2 separate regions of the Triticum aestivum genome follow, and region 2 is linked to region 1. Evidence: chromatin contacts called from public Hi-C data. All regions are on one chromosome and are shown on one strand. Each heading gives the region's core, a stretch centred on a gene start, on an enhancer-like site or on the middle of the called end of the contact. The rest is flanking DNA. Distances are from core to core; before and after follow the strand shown.

Region 1 (4,172 bases), core at 1,407-3,906:
TATATAAACCAAATCTACTATGGGCCAAAAGGCAGTCTTCACGCCGTGCTGGCTAAATCAGTCAATACCAAATCATGAACGGTATAGAAAACAAATGGGCGCACATCGCCATTTTATTCCAACATCTTAAAGCATATATTTCAGTACTACAACAGTAGATGATCAACATATCATGAACATTCTTTACATGCCTCAAAGGCTCAATCACAACTAAAGAGTAGCTTCTATTTCCAATCAAGCATGTCTAAGAGCCACAAGATCTCAGGCTCGGACCTTGCCGCATCACAAAAATCTAGTTCAATACCAAATACCTCTATAGAGTTTGTTCCTTTATACAGGAAAAGCAAGGACATCCAGGCCCGGATGTCTGATATGAAAGGGTGTCTGGGCGAAAACCTGAGATATTCATATGCCAACGCCCGTGCTGCATTGCTGTCAATGTAATCAAAACTCGACGTGTTGATTATGCAAGTCATCTTGTTGGTGTCCTTGCGGTGGGCAAGAACAGACACGGTGATGGCTGGCCCCATAGGGACTGTCAGCTTGGGTTTGACTTCCATCATCAAAATGCAGTCTGCGGCATTCAGATGTGCAACAAGTACATCTGGTATGCCGCCAGGTGTGTTCTGTAAACCTGCTCGAAGAATGCAGCCTGAAACTGCTTGAGAGAAGATTAGTGATCCCTCAAGCCACATGTCAATGTAAAACACCAGATCCTCAAAAGTGAGCTTAGGTACAGGAAGGTGCACTGTCTTCCGTGGCTTGGAGAACGTTAAATAGAGCTTTTGGAAGTTTGTGTCAGAAGGAGGCTGTTTGCAGATGGAAGGCCATTTCCGTGAGCAGATGCATTTCCAGAAGTAATCATCCTTTGCAATTTCGCACCATTGGCGGCATACAAGCATGCAAAAGACTAAGTCTTTACCATCCAGTAGAGGGAAAACAGCCTTCAGAACTTCACCAGGAAATCCATTTTCCATTCTCAATCACTGAACTGAAGGAAATGGAATGCCTCTACCCTCTAGGATCGAGGCTTCAGCTACAAACCAAAAAGTGAACCGGAAGTGCCTATTAATAAGAGATGGTTAAACAAATACTGATCAATTCATGCCCAGTCAAAAACTGAAGTAGCAAGACTACTGCTATCTTTTAATTCACTATAATCTGAATCTGCATGGATGATAAACGTAGAAGAGTATACCTAGACTAAGCAGAACATGGACCAATGGCTATTGCTAGAACATACTCCCTCCGTCCCACAATATAAGATCGTTTTGCAAGCTAAAACAGCTTGCAAAACGATCTTACATTATGGGACGGAAGGGGTAGTCCATAAAGAAAATAGCTTCCATCTTCCAGATCAGTAATAATTTGGAAATGTGATGTCTGTTGGAGTTGGGTGTGTGAACTACACAAGAATGATAGAAGAAATAAATGATCAATTTGATTAACAAGCTTTCAAATAATACCGGCAGTAATGGAAACTATATTTGTTTCTGAGTCACAAACAAATGATCCAACCGATTACCACGAGTAGTTGCTATGATCAAACTGATTTGACACAATACCACGATAAGCATTCACCATGGTGTCTAAATAGCTAGCCCCCACTAACTATTTCTCTCAACATGCAAGCATGCCACATCATCACACAACATGCATGAGAAAAGGTCCACCCCCACTACCATATGTCTTTTAACATGCAAGCATGCCACTTGATCGTGAAATATGCATGAAAAAAGACACATCTCAACATGCAAACGGACATGAGAATTTTCATTCTATTATGCTATTTATACATTTTACATTTATATAGTAATCAAACATAATAAATTATATGTATTTTTAGTTTTAGCCTTTTATATTATTGCTTCAAATATTCATGTTTCATACAATGAATCACACTGAAATGTGTTGCATAATATTCCCGCAACAACGTGCGGGGTATCATCTAGTTTACTCAAAAGCACAAACCGAACCATGACACCCCAACTCTTTGTTGATAATGCATCATGTACATGTTGTTGATCTCCAACGCATTCATTTACCGTTAACCACTCCAATCTTTCTTGAGTGAAAGCCAATGGAAAGTATTGTAACTAGTACTGTACGTACTATATATACTAGCTGTACAAGTTTATGCTAAACTGATATATGATCCCAAAACATGAAAAATGAAACCTACAATTGATTGCCCCCAACAACCAGGGAGGTAATGAAACACCTAGCGTTCGGAAGGAGAAAAGATACTACCAACTTCTCAAATATACAACAGAAAAATCGAACGTTCAACGGAATTTTACTTGTGCCTACTAGCCACGGGGTCAGCGGTTGTCCGGATTCGGGGGTGATGCTGTGAACAAAAAATAAGGGGGTGTAGAGAAAGGGAAGTAAAGGAACCCACCGTGGCTAGGAAGAACCGTCGGTAAGGCGGCCCGCCGGCGTAGATCTGCAGAGACCGGTGAGGATGAAGGGGCGGTCGTCGATCTTGTAGCGATGGACGACGGGGTGGCAACGTCGGAAGATGGACGCGCAGGGGAAGAGAGGTCGCCGTCGCCGGAGAGATTCGCCCATAGACAAACAAGGAAGGAGCAGGATCGGTGTCTGGGAATGGGAGAGGAATGGGGACCCGGAGGTGCTCGGTGTCGGTCGGAGAAACCTGGGGTATCCCGAAGCCAGGCTGTCACATGTGGGTTGGGCCGTATGCGCCGATGGGTCAGATTTGTGTATCTAACGCGCCCGCCGCCCACACGTATCTGAAGCCCAAAAATCGAGTCGAGTCCTCCATTTGGAAGTTGGCATTGTCTAAAAAAAATGAAGTTGGCAGGCGCGTCATAACCGGCACAAGAATGGCATTGTCATTCCTTGCTCTCGGCTGCACCCAACAAGGCCCCCTTATCCTAAAAAAATGCTATTACTCCTGATTTTCTCCTCTATTTTTCCTCTTCGACGAATTAAAAATATACTCCCTCTGTAAACTAATACTCACTCCGTTCCAAAATAAGTGTCTCAATCTTAGTACAACTTTGTACTAGAGTTAGTATAAAGTTGAGACACTTATTTTAGGACGGAGGGAGTATAAGAGCGTTTAGATCTAGTGATCTAAACGCTCTTATATTAGTTTATGGAGGGAGTATTATTGAAGATAAATAACAGATTTTAAACCTATATTATTGATAAAAAATGTCCAGAGATTCAAAAAATGTTCTTGAGTTTTAAAAGTTCATGAAATTTAAAAAATGTTCAGGAATTTATTAAAAATTGGGATATTTTAAAATGTCTGAATTTCAAAAAAAATGTTCACAAATTTAGAAATAAACACGAATTTTAAAATATTCATGGATTTATAAACAGGTAAAAGAAAGGAACCAAAATTAAAAAGTAAACAAACAAACGGAAAAAAAACCCTCCAAAAATCAGTAGAAGAGAAAAAAGCCCCGACAAACAAAAAAAAGGCTGCTGATGCGCTGGCTCAGATGCAAGAGATGGTGGAAGAAGAACAATTAGTTTCTAAGTAAACATGGAATAGTGAGTTGTGGGGCATACATCTTCACATTTGACGGTGCTTTGACATTAACAGTTGGAGCATCATAACAGTTCTTGTGATCATGGCAAAAGATCTCATGACTGATCATGATCCAGCGGCATGGGCTCAGTGCTATGATGCAAACGTATCAGTATTCAGTAAGCATGCCATCCACCTTGGCTGAACCATGAAGAATTGCCTCTTATATTACATATGGATGAGACAATAAATCAATGAGGGGCATTTTCCCCAAGAAGTGTTTACTTCCTTTACGGGCATAGCCTTTAGGATCGAACCATTATAAAATGTGAAGAAACTTACATGCATCATTCCCAAACCTGAATCAGGCTCTATGTAAATGAGCAATTGATGTCACTAATGAGCGAGTTCTGATCCAGCTAGACCACTATACACTCCGTTTTACAAAACCAATGCTGTCTCTTTAGACGCAGGTTAACTCCAGTCAATTTGTTGTATTTATGGGCCGTGTGGGGACAATAGCATATAAACTGGGCGTTCCAGCACGGGTTCATATTCACAATCTTTTTCATGCGAGTCTTCTGAAGTGCTTCCATGTTGATCCACCAGATGCGCCACCAGCATTAACGTTGATTTATCACGTTCAAATAATCCTGAGGCAAATGAAGTC
Region 2 (4,336 bases), core at 1,051-3,550, 800 kb after region 1:
CCCAAGTTCATCGAGAGCCAATGGCTAGCCTCCACATGGCCTCTGATATTACTGGTATGGATCATAACCGGATAATTACGTGATGCAGATTTGCTGCCATCTGTTGTATGCTAAGACCTGCCATGTGATATTTGCCAATTCTATCAGATGTGGAGTTCAAGAGAGCAGGTTACACGACATTAATGGAGTCGCTCACCCATGGACAGGTAATACTCATTTCCCAATTGCAACATTTTTGTCAATTGTTCGTCAGCTTCATTTGCTGCGTTGGTTTTAGTTTATCCCTTGAAGTTTTCAAGAACCGGACTCTATCTTCATCGTGAGAAAATGTTCACTTCAATAGGATCGCAGTGATGGTGTCTCTTCCAATGCTGCTTTTCATAATCAACACTAACCTAGAAGTGTTCTGAAAAGTGAAAACTAATGCCGGCAACGATATCTCTGTATCTTATGTGCCAGGTGACGCACAAATTCAAAACCCTGGTCCGTGTGGTGGCGGCATACCCTTGTCAAGGCAAAGAGCTGGATTCACTATTGACGGGTGATTATTGCCTTCGGCTGACTCTTGAGGATCCTACGGCAAGAATCCATGCATACGTCCACAAGAACGATGCGGTAAGATGTTAAGCCATCAGCCTTGCAGTTTACAATTCACCTCCTCCAATGTTCGTTCTCAGAAGTTATAGAAACTACGTTTTTTGTGAAAGCCACAAGTGCCTGAGAAAATGCTTGCCTTTTCTGAAGCCTGCGTTCATCTTATGAATGTCAGGTGAGCTTTTTCGGCGGTTTCCTCACGATGGCGGCGCTGACCAGAAAGATGAACAGGCTGCTGGGCGTCCCGGAGCCAGAAGACGATGCCGAGGAAGGCATCGTCGGGGGCGGGGGCAGGAACCCTCCCTGGGTATGGTGCTGCCTGAAGTCGTACCGCCTGGACAAGTACGACCCCTGGGGCAGCCGACGGTATCGGATCTTCGGCACGGAGATCAGGGACTGAGATAGGCGGAAGGCGATCGACGGATCCGCGACCTGGCGAACCACCTCGGGGACGGCACTGTGTACGGACAGAGTGGTCTGCCTGAGTTGGCACTACCAGTCATCCCGTTGCTGCTGTTTGTTCCTTAGACTGGAGGAGCCACTCTGTTGCTGTTACTGGATTGGTGCAGTTTTCGTGCAGTCGATGGCATGATGGCACTAGTCAGTGGTCACTAGTGTGAGTCCTGTATGACTTGTGCTCCTCCCAAAGTCGCGAAGTCGACGGCGCTAGCTTAGTTGGTGTGTGTCGTGGGGAAGAAACGTGAGGAGTTTCCTGGACGAAAGCGCGTTGCAGTTTCCCGCCGGAGGCGCTGGGTTCGCCGCACGGCACGGCGTTGACGGCCAAGTCGTGGTGTTGACGGTCCGGTCACTTGCTTTCTTAGCGTGCAGGCAAAGGAAATCAAAGCTAGTCGATAGTCCTGAGTTTCACACCATCAGTGCGGTTGAGTTTTATGTCATGCTGCTGGATACTTGCTCGACTTTGCGTGCACTGACTGGATCACCCTGTGTTCAACTAATTCCTCTGTTAGGAGAATTGCCAACTTCCACTAAATTGTACCCCCTCTCTAAAATTAACCGAAAATTTCGATATGTTCCAGGTCAAAATTGTACTCTTTAAAATTCCGCCGTCGATCTGCTTCATCTACATTGGCCTTAGGACCATCGAGGCGTGGTGGATCCCGGTCTTTACAGGTGGGAGGGCTCCCGCTTTGTTTTTTGGTGGGTGTTTTTAATTTCTTTAGGGTTTGTGTCCTGCTAAGAAAGGCGAGGCGTGACGGCTCACTAAAGATGGAGTGATGTTCTTCTGGCCTAGCCTCCGTCCCGGCGGTGCACATCGGAAGGCGTGTGGAGGTGTATTCGGTGGATCTTGCGGGATTTTGTTGGTGTTTGTCTTCGGTCGTTTTGTTTGGATCCGGTCTATTGGATCCTTTCGATCTCTCTTCATCGGTGATGGTTGTTGTTCTGGTGCGCTGGTTCTTTGGGCTTTTTTTCGGAAAAATTCCGATCTATTCAGTAAAGAAGGGTGATGACGGCGGCGCACCTTCGACTTGCTCCAGTGTTTCTAGTCGTTGCTAGGTGATAGTAATTTCTATTGATTCTTGTGTTCTTAGTATTGCCATGATGTTTAAAGAATAAATCTGAAGTTTTAAAAAGGAAAAACTGAACTTAATTAATTTAATTTAGGATAAAGCTGAAATTTTAAAGAATTTCGAAAGTGATAGGATAGCGAGGCTGAGGCCCCGCGCCCCCGCCAGGAAAGCAGCCGCCCGTGCCCCCACCTCCACCTTCTCTCAGTCCATCTTTCCCCTTCCCTCCATAAATCCCGACACCTCCTCCAATGGAGGCGCTCGCTACCGCACCCGCGCCGTCACGTCCAGGCCCCCCACCCCCGACCCGCTGCTCCCATCTCCGCCGCCCCAAAGCCCTAGCCACCTCCAAGCTCCCTCGCCGCGTCATCGCCGCCCTTCACATGGACGGCCCCCGCGCCGCGCCCCTTCGCTGCACTCCCGCCGAGACGGTGAGTCGCCAACTTGCTCCCGCGTATCCCCGTGGAAGGCAGAGTTCATAACTGATTGGTTGTCTGGATGCCGCGCAGGACGCGGTGGCGACGACCTCGGACCAGACCGAGACGGCGGCGGCGGTCGAAGCCACCGAGCTGGGCAACAACGGGGCCCCGGCCCCGGCGGCGGACGCCCCCGCCGCCAGCATCGAGGGGCTGGACGGGATAAAGATCCGGAGGCGCCCGGTCACGGGCCCGTCCGTGCACCACGTGGGCCCCTTCCAGTTCCGCCTCGAGAACGAGGGCAACACGCCGCGCAACATCCTCGAGAAGATTGTCTGGAACAAGGACGTTGAGATTTGGCAGGTACGATGATGTTCTGGACTTCCGGAGCATTGTGCTTGTGCTGCCCTGTGCAAAGTGATGTTTCATGTGATGCCAAATTCGTGCTCTGGCTGATTTGTGTTCGCCAGATGAAGGAGAAAATGCCCCTGTACAGGCTGAAAGGTCCGCTGGACAATGCGCCTCCGGCCAGGGACTTTGTTGCTGCGCTGAAAGCGTCCTACGATCGGACTGCTCTGCCCGCTCTGATTGCGGAGGTGAAGAAGGGGTCGCCAAGCCGGGGGGTTCTTAGGGAGAATTTTGAACCGGTGAGTTTATGGGATGAGTAGTGATGCTGAAATTAGGTGCAGGCAGCCTGTGCAGTCTCTTGGTCATGTATGTTATCGCCTTATTGGAGTTCACCTGCTCACTGAATGTGATTTATATTGAATGCATAAACTACCATTTCGACGATACTATCTTGTATGTGAACTTATTTCAATTAATGGGTCATACAACTGTAGGGAGAGATATCAAACTATGCTTGCCCTTTTAGTTATTTGACTACCTACCATCCACCTGATTTGCCTATTCCCTGTTATTGGGACTTACATTGTTGACATTCACTAGCACAAACATACACTGTTTTTTTTTTCTTGAAGGAGGTGCTGTTGCTCTTCATTTGTAATACCAACTAAGAAGCGCAGATGCACCTAAACTAACTAATGTTTGTTGGGACATAAACAGGTCGAGATCGCTCAAGCGTACGAGAAAAATGGAGCAGCATGCTTAAGTGTTCTTACAGATTCAAAATTCTTTCAGGTTAGTAGTTTCTTCTCTAGGAGATCTGGATCCTTATTTTTGTATGTTGTGGAGTTATCTGTACTGAAGATACTTGGTTTCCTTTGATATGCAACCAGGGAAGTTTCGACTACTTGGAGGCTATACGCAATGCTGGAGTGAAGGTACTGTATATTTGGCCATATGCTTTACTACTTGCAGAAGTCAATGATTTCATATGTGGTAGTTTGAATGCATGAAAGGCTCATGATCTGATCTTCTGAACGCAGTGTCCTCTTCTGTGCAAAGAGTTCATCATTGACGCTTGGCAGCTTTACTATGCACGGTCTAAGGGAGCAGATGCTGTTCTTCTGATTGCCGCCATCTTACCTGATCGTGATATCAGTTATATGCTGAAAATATGCAAAATACTCGGGATGGCAGCTCTAGTTGAGGTTTGTGAATTATTTTTGCAACATATGTTGTATGTTGAAGGCTTTCGACTCTCCTCTCTTGTTGGACTGGAGTAATTCTATTTGCTGCTGCAGAATAAATCAAATGCACCTTCAGCATTCGAAGTCTGATGGAATTAACATGTTAATTGTGTTGTTGAAGGTGCATGATGAAAGGGAAATCGACCGTGTTATAGGGATAGCTGGCATTCAGCTTATTGGCATCAATAACCGTAATCTTGGTATGACA

The links. Hi-C and Micro-C count contacts between places; a contact is called where the count stands out from the background.
Region 2: a contact with region 1 is called in a Hi-C map of leaf, with 5 times the contacts expected there. The contact joins the promoter of LOC123189465 here to the promoter of LOC123189458 in region 1. A contact is called at or near these places in 2 of 5 Hi-C or Micro-C datasets (both in leaf).

Annotation. Positions count from the first base shown.
Region 1 is chr2A:565,892,613-565,896,784 of IWGSC CS RefSeq v2.1, forward strand. It overlaps LOC123189458 (F-box protein At5g39250), which reads right to left and starts at 2,657. Exons shown (of 2, transcript XM_044601877.1): 1 at 2,402-2,657; 2 at 96-1,065. The coding sequence starts at 977. The coding sequence ends at 225. It overlaps LOC123189459 (pentatricopeptide repeat-containing protein At4g39952, mitochondrial), which reads right to left. Exons shown (of 2, transcript XM_044601880.1): 2 at 3,439-4,172.
Region 2 is chr2A:566,688,760-566,693,095 of IWGSC CS RefSeq v2.1, forward strand. It overlaps LOC123189465 (indole-3-glycerol phosphate synthase, chloroplastic), which reads left to right and starts at 2,301. Exons shown (of 10, transcript XM_044601888.1): 1 at 2,301-2,551; 2 at 2,630-2,899; 3 at 3,007-3,183; 4 at 3,602-3,676; 5 at 3,775-3,819; 6 at 3,925-4,089; 7 at 4,250-4,328. The coding sequence starts at 2,372. It overlaps LOC123189464 (protection of telomeres protein 1b), which reads left to right. Exons shown (of 10, transcript XM_044601887.1): 7 at 1-54; 8 at 148-206; 9 at 460-615; 10 at 770-1,511. The coding sequence ends at 994.